2 separate regions of the Macaca mulatta genome follow, and region 1 is linked to region 2. A link is a contact called in public Hi-C data. All regions are on one chromosome and are shown on one strand. Each heading gives the region's core, a stretch centred on a gene start, on an enhancer-like site or on the middle of the called end of the contact. The rest is flanking DNA. Distances are from core to core; before and after follow the strand shown.

Region 1 (4,686 bases), core at 2,135-4,634, 62 kb before region 2:
GTTGTTCTCAAGGGTCAACCTTATATATATACAAGGGAGACAAATGAAAAAGAATCAACGTTGATAATTGTTGAAGCTGTGATTGTGATTGTGATTGTGGAATGCATGCACATGTGTGCGTGTTTAAAATTTTTCATAACAAACATTTTTTATTAAAAAAAATACTATTCTGAGGAGTTTAGGCAATGCGAGTCAGGGACAGACAATTATCAAGCAGTATAATAGAGCAGAAGAGGGAAGGCCCAGCGGCTGTGCAGGGCCGAGGCCAGAGTGACTGGGTCAGCTAAATGAAGACAGGCCAGGCGCGGTGGCTCACGCCTGTAATTCCAGCACTTTGGGAGGCTGAGGCAGGCAGATCGCTTGAGCTCAGGAGTTCAAGACCAGCCTGGACAACATGGTGAAACCCCATCTCTACAACAACAACAACAACAAAAAAAAAAAATGCAAACAAAAAAATTAGCCAGGCATGGTGGGGCACATCTATAATCTCAGCTACTGGGAGGCTGAGGAGGGAGAATCACTTGCACGTGGGAGTCAAGGCTGCTGTGAGCCAAGCACACCAGTGCACTCCAGCCTGGGAAACAGGAGTGAGACCTTGTTTCAAAAATAAATAAATACGTACATACATTGCCAATGCCAGTGCAGAGGGGGTGTGAGGTTCTAACCAAGGGAAGGAGTCCGGGGTGGGCTGTCAGCACTGGTGGTCGGTGACAAGCCTAACAAAGAGGTGCCTATGTTGACATCCTTGTCTTGCACTGTTTGCTTTGGTACCTTTTTATTATAGTCTAATAACCATTAGGTAATTCATTATCCTAACGAAACACACAGCAAGCCGAAAGGAAACACCACCACTTTTGGAAACTCTTGGAAACTATGCTCGGAGGGAGTCCCAGCCTCCTCTCAAACTGTGCCCAAGAACAGAGCAAGATGCAAAGCCAGGGGAAACAAGAGGGGAAGCAGGCTGGGAGGGAGGGCCCCCAGCCCCAGGGTGGGGGTGGAAGAGAGAAGGCCGCCTTTGCCCACAAGACTCTATGCCCTGGGAGGGGGGTGAAGCCAAATACAGAGAACATTCCAGAAGGAGACAGCCCACATGCACAGGGACAGGTGTTCCAAATGACATGCCACTGCCCAAAAGTGTTTACTAAGGAAACCAATTCATCTGGTTTGCTTGGAATGTTCATGGTTTTAGCACTGAAAGTCCCATATTTCAGGAAATCCATCAGTACCCAGTAAGCCTGGATGGCTGGTCACCCTACCTGTCTCCTGCAACACTGGACTGGCCAGGTGAGGGGGCACAGCGCTGAGCAGGAGCAGCTACACGGTGGGGAGTTAGGGCACTCTGGATAAGAGGCTAGGAGCCATCCCCAGGCAGCGACCATCCCTGCTCCCATCCCCTTCAACACCACAGCTGCAGTAGCAGCCTCTTCAACCCGAGACACCAGAGTCAGCTGCCCAGGGACCATGATGGCTCCTCACGCCTCCTCATCTGTTCTGCTAGGAAGGGGGTCTGCAGACAGAACAGCTTCAACCCTGGACATGTTCTCCTCTGATGCTTGCTGCCCCTCCAATTTACATTTATACTTAAATATATACTTATACACATGTGTATTATATGCATATATATTATGTATACATTCTTTAAGCACTTGCTATGAGCATTTTCTCATTTAATCTTCATAAAAACTCTGTGATGTAGTAATGATCCCACTCAATGAATACATGAGGAAATTAAGGCCCAAAGAAGTAATTCATCCAAGGCCAAATACAGAGATAGCAATATACCTCACATAGCTACCTTATAGAGTTGTGTGGGGAATAAGTGAATTGCTGTATATATAAAGCACTTAGAAGAGTGCCTGACATGGAGGGAGTAATAAATAAGGGTTTGACTTACAGATGGTATTACTCTGCCGCACTGCCATGCCCTGCAGAGGGTGGGGGACTAGCCTGAACTTTGTAAAAATAAATAAATAAATCATTTGATTATTTGCATTGCAAAATAATTCACTCTAGGGTTCCTCTGCAAGCCAGGTCACTTGGTGTTACAAACTGACTTGAGTATAAAGTCAGAGGCACCTAAGGCAAAGCAACTCACATCCTCAAAAACCTTCAACGTCAAGTTCCCCTGGACACTCAAGGCAGGCCTCTCACTGCTCACTGCCCTGAGCAGAGATGCTCATCTTCGCAGAGGACAGAGGGAGTACTCAACCTGATCTCTCACAGCAGCTCGGGGGACAGGCTCATCCTCCTGGCTGTCTGCTTCTCTAGGCGTGAATCACATAGCAACCTCTGCAGAGCCTTCCAGGCTCAGAATCTCCTGCTCATTGCACACGTGAGGAACTCAAGATGTCAAATATGGGAGATTCTCATACCTGCCTTGACAGCAGCTTCCTTGGACGGCTCCTAGGAAAGCCCTCCCAACAGACCACAGAGGACGCCCCTCAGTGTACTGTTCCCAGTAGCAAGGATGCCCACCCACCAGTCATCCTGAGGAGCAGCAGCTGCCCACATTCTCAGGTTAGTGTGGACCAGGGCAGGAGCCAGCGTGCCTTCCAGAATTGTAGGCAATTTTGCTGACCTCAGTGTATGCATCAGCATCTTGAGAACTGGCTACTCAACATCTCACACCCAGCTTCTCCAAGCACAGACCGGTAAAGGTTTATAGAGGTGCAAACCTTTTCACCCTCCTTGCACTGATATTCATCATTCTCTTCGCATCACGGTGGCAGCAGGCATCGCATGAAAAGCAACAGGGCATCGTGAGGAATGATTGGAGGAGTGATGGGGAACAAGCTCTTTTGCCTCTGTTTGAGATGTCGGGACCGGGATGGGGGTAAGTCCTGTTGTGGACTCCTGGCATTTTGTAACATAGAGTGCCCACCCATAGGCATTGGAAAGTTCCAAGGAGTGTCCCTGCCATCTTGCAACCAAGGGTGTTTTCTAAGTCTGTATGTGCCCCCTCCAATATCAAGAACACAGAGAGTTCCCAGATCGAATTACTAAGGCCTGCACTGAACAGACCCAGTGTAGCGTGAGTCAGCCAGAGGGTCTGATCCAGTCTTTGGCAACCCATCCCCACCACCGTGGCACCGCCACACACCTCCACCAACCCAGAAACTCCAGGTCCTCTGATTTCTGAGCCTGGGTCAGGAGAAGCTGCCCTGCCCTGGCATCAACGGAACGCACGCCTCCATGAAACTTGAAGACAGACTGCAGAGAAGCATCATGAATTTTTCACAAGATTCATCTCATCGTGGCTGAGCGCAGCTGAGAAAGCCACATTCCGAGGACCCGTGCCAACAGCTCACAAAGAGTTAACCCATTAGGCCATCGCCTGGTGAGCTCATCCATCCCTGCTGGAGCCTGCTCAGTTGCTGGGATTCACAGCACACCGACTTCTGGATGTGGTCAGGGTGGCTTTCTCCGGCTGGCATGGACTTGAGCAGAAAGTCATTGCCGGCTTCCTCCTTGCATGAGCACCGAGTGATTCCCAGGTCCCCCATCCTCCCCTGGGACGTCGAGGACAGTAAGTAAGGAGGGAACGTTTCCCTCTGCCCTTCCTTCCACCTCACTGGAGGAAAGAGCTGGTTTTAACTTTGTTTTGGAGCGTGTTGTCATTGAACTGGGGTTGGAAGGCAAGTAGGAACAACAAGCAGAGGAGAGGGGGCTATGCCCCGGGAGGGGGTGAAGCCAGCCTGGAGGCACTGCCTGCTGAGGGTCTTGGCAGACAGGGGTGGCTGGAGGAAGGGGGCCGCCCCTTGCTGTGTACTGGGAAGAAGGGAATTTGTGGGCAGAGGGCTGCTTCAGTCCTGCGTGTATAGCATCCAGCCTTCACCGTTAGCAGCCATTATGGGAAGGGCTGGGCAGGGACTATCCTACCAAATCTAGGTGGGAGAAGGAGCAAAAAAAGCCAGACCATAAAATGCAAGGCCACCCCCAGACCCCAGAGGACATGGGCGGAATCTCCGACCCAGGCCATCCTCCTGGGCACCCCGTATCAGACCTCAGCAGCTGCCAATGTCTTCCTCCTACAGCTGTGGCAGGTGCCTGGGGCAGGTGCCAGAAAAACAAGGTAGGGTGCGCTGGCTGCCTCGGGAGTTTTATCTCAGAAAGGGGGAACAAGGCAGGCACATGCAAACACAGACAAAGACGTGGCTCAGTCAGGCAACTGTGTGCCGTGGGGACCCTATATCCGGGTAAAGCCAGACGTGATCACACACATGATCGCCCAAGTTATTTTTCTACCCTGTCACTGGCCAGGGTCTGGGCACCAGCTGGGTGGCCCGACGAGGGAGGTGAGTGGCACCCTCCAGGTTGACTGTGACCTTTGGGAAACTTCCCTTCCTAGAAGCGCTATGAGCAGCTGACAGATGGGTGGCCATGGCCATGGTGACAGCAGCAGCTTACTCAGAAACTCTCTAGCTTCTACTTTATCAGCCCAGACACTTGGCTCCCACTCACCTTCTCAGAGGGGTGGACAGTCACCAACAGAATGTCCTGGTGAGGGGAAGACAGCACCGCCAGAGAAGACAAGGGACTCTGAGGACGACCACTGGCAAGCTGGAGATGGGTGGGGCATTAATGGGGACTCCATGAGGGAAACAGGAGGACCCTCCACTTCTCACCACTCTGGGTCTTCCACAGGAATAATACATGGTGTTACTCCCACCACTTCCATCCTGCCTT
Region 2 (4,456 bases), core at 483-2,982:
ATAGAAGTAGACTATCAGACCATTGCAATCTGAAACTTAAACGGTTGTGAGATTAAGACCTGCCTGCCTTAAAGAAGAAAGATCTGGTCTTTGGTGTTTTCAGATCAGGTCTAAGGGGCCACCATAGTCTACAATGAAAGAACAAAGCCAGGCGTGACCGTGTGCACCTGTATTCTCAGCTACTCGGGAGGCTGAAGCAGGAGAAGTTCTTGAGCCCAGGAGTTCTAGGTTGCAGTGAACAGTGATTGCACCACTGCATTCCAGCCTGGGTGACAGAGCGAGACCCTGTCTCAAGAAAAAGAAAGAGGCTGGGCGCGGTGGCTTATGCCTGTAATCCCAGCACCTTGGGAGGCCAAGGCTGGTGGATCACGAGGTCAGGAGATCAAGACCATCCTGGCTAACACGGTGAAACTCTGTCTCTACTAAAAACACACACACAAAAAAAACTTAGTTGGGCATGATGGTATGTGCCTGTAGTCCCAGCTACTCGGGAGGCTGAGGCAGGAGAATCACTTGAATCCAGGAGGCGGAGGTTGCCATGAGCCGATATTGTGCCACTGCACTCCAGCCTGGGCGACAGAGCAAGACTCCGTCTCAAAAAAAAAAAAAAAAAAAAAGAGAGAGGTAGAAAGACTTGCCTCTGCAGAAAGGAGGAATTTCTCAGAAATGGAAAAGGAGACTCCAGAAAGAAGGAAAGAGAGAAAGGCAGGTGTTATGAGAATGGATTGACAGGGAGCTGGGTGAAGATCCCACAGAATTTGCTCAAGAAGAGGAAGGGTATGCAGCTGGGAAGAAGTGAGGGTAGAGGGAAAGGGCGAAGAGGACCTGACAAAAGATGGCAGTCAAGGGTCTTGTTCTAGAGTCCAGAAGCTTCATGGGGTCCTGTCTACACTGGGTCACTACACAAGCTCTTCCTCCCACTGGGGCCCATGAGGACTTCGCTTTGACAGCATCTGGCATCCAGCAATTTGCCCAGGGGCCTCCTTCCTTGGTTTCTGAACAAGTCACCTGGAAAACCCACTCTCTATATTTCCATAAAGTTACAAGAAACGATAGCTGGGGATCCGGTCTGCTTGCATGACCATAGGGTGAGCGAAGTCCCCTGCTTCTAATTCTTTTCTCTAAGGCCTGAGGGAGTAAAGATAAGATGGTATTGAGTCAGCTAAGGTGCCCCAAGCTCTCTGCTTTGAGAAGATTTTATGGGAGAATATCAACCAGCTCAAACATCCAGTCTCATCCCCAGAGGCATTCATTGTTCATCGTTTCATGTGCATTGTTCCAAAAAGTTTGTTTTTATTTATACCAACTGACCCATAACATTGGCAACTGTGTATTTCAGATGTGTTTCCAAACATTTAGAAAAAGAGAAGAAAAAAGCAAACAAACGACCTAGACTCTTAGAATAAAACTGGGTAGCAGTCCCTGGGTTGGTGCTACGAAAATATTGAGGAATTTTATGCAAAATAACTTGTACCCAAGGGTGAGTTTCAAAGGCACGGGAATGAATGATTTGGCTTAGTTGCCAAAGTCACGCTTCCCTAATTGCACAAAGAAAAAGCGTCAGTCAGCTTTTACAATTACCCTCCTTGACATCTACATCCCGCTTTCCTGATCACAGAGAGGAAAGAAAGCTAAAGTGGCTTGCAAAGAATGAGCCCCTGGGAGCAGAAAATGAGATTCTCTCCTTAAAAGCAAGAGGGAGGAGCGGAGAAGGCCAGATTGACAGAAAGAGCAGCTCAAGAGCTAATTAAGTCTGCAGAGGAGCCAGATAGGCCTCCTCCCTGGTTCACAGCCAGCAACCAAAGCTTTTTGATGTTGCTCGGAAATCTGTGTGGGCAGGCCCAACTTCATGCCCAAGAAGGATTTTTACTACAAAGGCCAGAAAAATCAAGAGAGAAGGAACATAGGAAGGGACCTTGGGCAGAATGAAAACCACCATCTGGCTGCACAGAGCTAGTGTGAGAAGGGCATTTACACTCTCACCTTAATATCTAAATGGTTATTTTAGTAAATTATTTTGCTTTTATTTGTTTAAATACCATGTCTCACTCTGCTGCCCAAGCTGGAATGCAGTGGCATGATCATAGCTCACTGCAGCTTCAAACTCCAGGGCTCAAGAGATCCTCCTTGTATACAGCTGGGGACAAACAAGAACGAGCCACTGAGCCCCGCCAAACTATTTTAACCAAAGGGAACAGGAAATTGTCGTCAAATGAGATCTTTGCCATCCATGCCGTGAATCGGGCCCCACCTAGTGTCAGCTTCTGGAATTACAAGCATAGGCGTTTCTGTCTTCCGCTGGTCTTGGGAAAACTAAATCAGAGTAGCAGGATGTGCCCCTCGGCTTTTCTTTCACTAGGATCTTACTGTAATTGTACACCCACCTCTGGTCCCATTTTTGGGGTCTCTACAAAGGGCTAACACAAATAATGCTAATAATATTTTCTTGCATTCTTGTATCCTTCCAGAATGCACAAAGCCCTGTCACACATTTAACCTCACAGCCACGGCCAGGAGGCAGGCAGAAAGGTGCAATTATCCGCATCTTACCAAAGAAAAAAAAAATTGAGGGACCAGAAAGACAAACTGACCTGTTCAAGGTCAAAGGCAACTTAATGATGGAGCCAGTACCAAAATCTCCAGCCCTCAAGTTTAGTGTGGTTCCCCCTAATCCTCACTCAAGGGTCTCAGAACACGCCTTACAGTGGTTGCAATTAGAGGCACCTGTCAAGCTTCAGAAACACACCAGCGCCCTGGTCCCACATCCAGAGACTGATTTAACTGGTGTGCTGTGATACCTACACACCAGTATTTTATAAAACTCTCCAGATGGGGCTGATGTGCAGCTAGCGTTGAAAACCACTATTAGAGAAATAAAACAGAAGAACAGAAAGCAATTATGCTGACATCTCAGAAAGCTATATTGCCACTAAAACACCATGCACACCAGAGATCGTCTCGAACGCCATGGACAAAGAACCCAGAACTGCCCCTCAGATCCCCATTTCTTCAACACACGGAGACATGAAGATATGCACACAAAGACACACACACGGACGTACAAACACACAAATACACAGAGACACACACAGAAATATACACAGCCATAGATACACACAGCTGACAACTTCATAATACACTAGGGACACAGCCTGCTTTCCTGGACTAGGACTACCCTCCCTCCTATAATCCACACCCAAACCTAAATGGGAGTGCCCCAGGTTCCTACTCTCCCACTCCACGATAAAGGATCTCCTTCGTGTTTGTTGAACACTATTCATCACATTTGTCAGATATCAGAATTCAGGAAAATCTCCCAAACCTCAGTCTATTCCCTGCCACATCTGATCAGAGGAATGAAACACCCAGAATAATTTCAGGTCAACCAGCACATGCTGCCCAGGAAAATGCTCCCCCTGAGTTGTCCACATAGAAAACCAGAGCAACTGGATTTACAGACCTCCAAGTTTCACCTGTGCAAGTCACACAACGTTTTCTGTATTTAGCGAAGTCTGGGTTAAATTCAAGCCTACAGTCAGACATCTGCCTTCCTCCCCAGACCTGTCTGGCCAGACCCCTGGCCAAGCTGGAGCAGGCTCTGGCTATACCTGCATTGAAGCCAGCGATGCTGGGGTTAAGGAAGGTAGCCGTATGTCCATATTCAGGCTTACCTCCATACTCGGGCCTAGGATGGCACCAGCATCAAGGCTGCAGGTCCCCTGGGCATGAATGTCGGGCGTCCATGCATCCATTCAATAAATATTCATCAAGCACTCACTATGTGCCAAGCTCTGGGTGCATAGTAGCAGACCAAACAGACACAATTATGGGAGTTCCATTCTGGTTGAATGGAAAGACAGAAAATAAGATAAATAACAGTACACACACACACACAAACACACACACACACACCAGCTAGTGATTAATGCTAAGAAAAAAAGCAAGAAAAAGCAAGATGAAGAGTTGGAGTTTAAGGCCGAGTGTCAGAGGAGGTGTTGTCTAAGTAAAGGTGGTTAGGAGGCGGTATGCCAACATCTGGGCAAAGAATGGGGACAGGAGAGGCAAAGATCCTGCGGTGGCAGCTGGCCTGCAGTGTTCAAGAAACAGTAAGAAGATGAAGTCAGAGAGAAGACGGAGAGGAAGCAGACCAGTCAAGCTTTTTCAGCTTTGTAAGCCCTTTGGCTTTTACTTTGAGTGAGATGGAGCCACTCGGGGGAGACAAGCAGAGACAAAGGGAGAAATGAGAAGGAGAGAAAAACAAAGGGTGGAAAAAAACTCTGCAGAGGTCCATGTCTGAGAGGAAGGCAAAGGGGAGACAGCCAGTGGTGCCCGCTTTTCTCTCCTGCTTCCCACTCTCCCTCCCTCTGTGTCCTCTCTGATCACCCAGAGACTGCAGAAAGCCTGAGCAGGCTCCAGCCATCTCCTTCCTGCGAAGCCCTCAGCACTGCCCAGGAGG

Evidence for each region. A called contact is a pair of places that touch in the nucleus more often than the background predicts.
Region 1: a Hi-C map of fetal cortex germinal zone shows a contact between it and region 2, with 2.2 times the contacts expected there. The contact joins the promoter of PIRT here to the enhancer-like site in region 2. A contact is called at or near these places in 7 of 14 Hi-C or Micro-C datasets (CD4 T cells, blood, cortical neurons and 4 more).

What each region holds. Positions count from the first base shown.
Region 1 is chr16:12,342,786-12,347,471 of T2T-MMU8v2.0, reverse strand. PIRT (phosphoinositide interacting regulator of transient receptor potential channels) reads left to right here and starts at 3,384. Exons shown (of 2, transcript XM_077970378.1): 1 at 3,384-3,526. All of the region lies in intron 3 of LOC144335337 (a long non-coding RNA gene), which reads right to left.
Region 2 is chr16:12,279,042-12,283,497 of T2T-MMU8v2.0, reverse strand. All of the region lies in intron 2 of LOC144335337 (a long non-coding RNA gene), which reads right to left. Among named protein-coding and RNA genes, the nearest start is that of TMEM220, 41 kb to the right of the region's middle. Within about 2 kb of position 1,732, at least 9 of the 40 cell types and tissues checked have an H3K27ac peak or open chromatin away from gene starts, as enhancers often do. A contact at or near this core is called in cortical neurons and fetal cortex germinal zone, where this site is marked.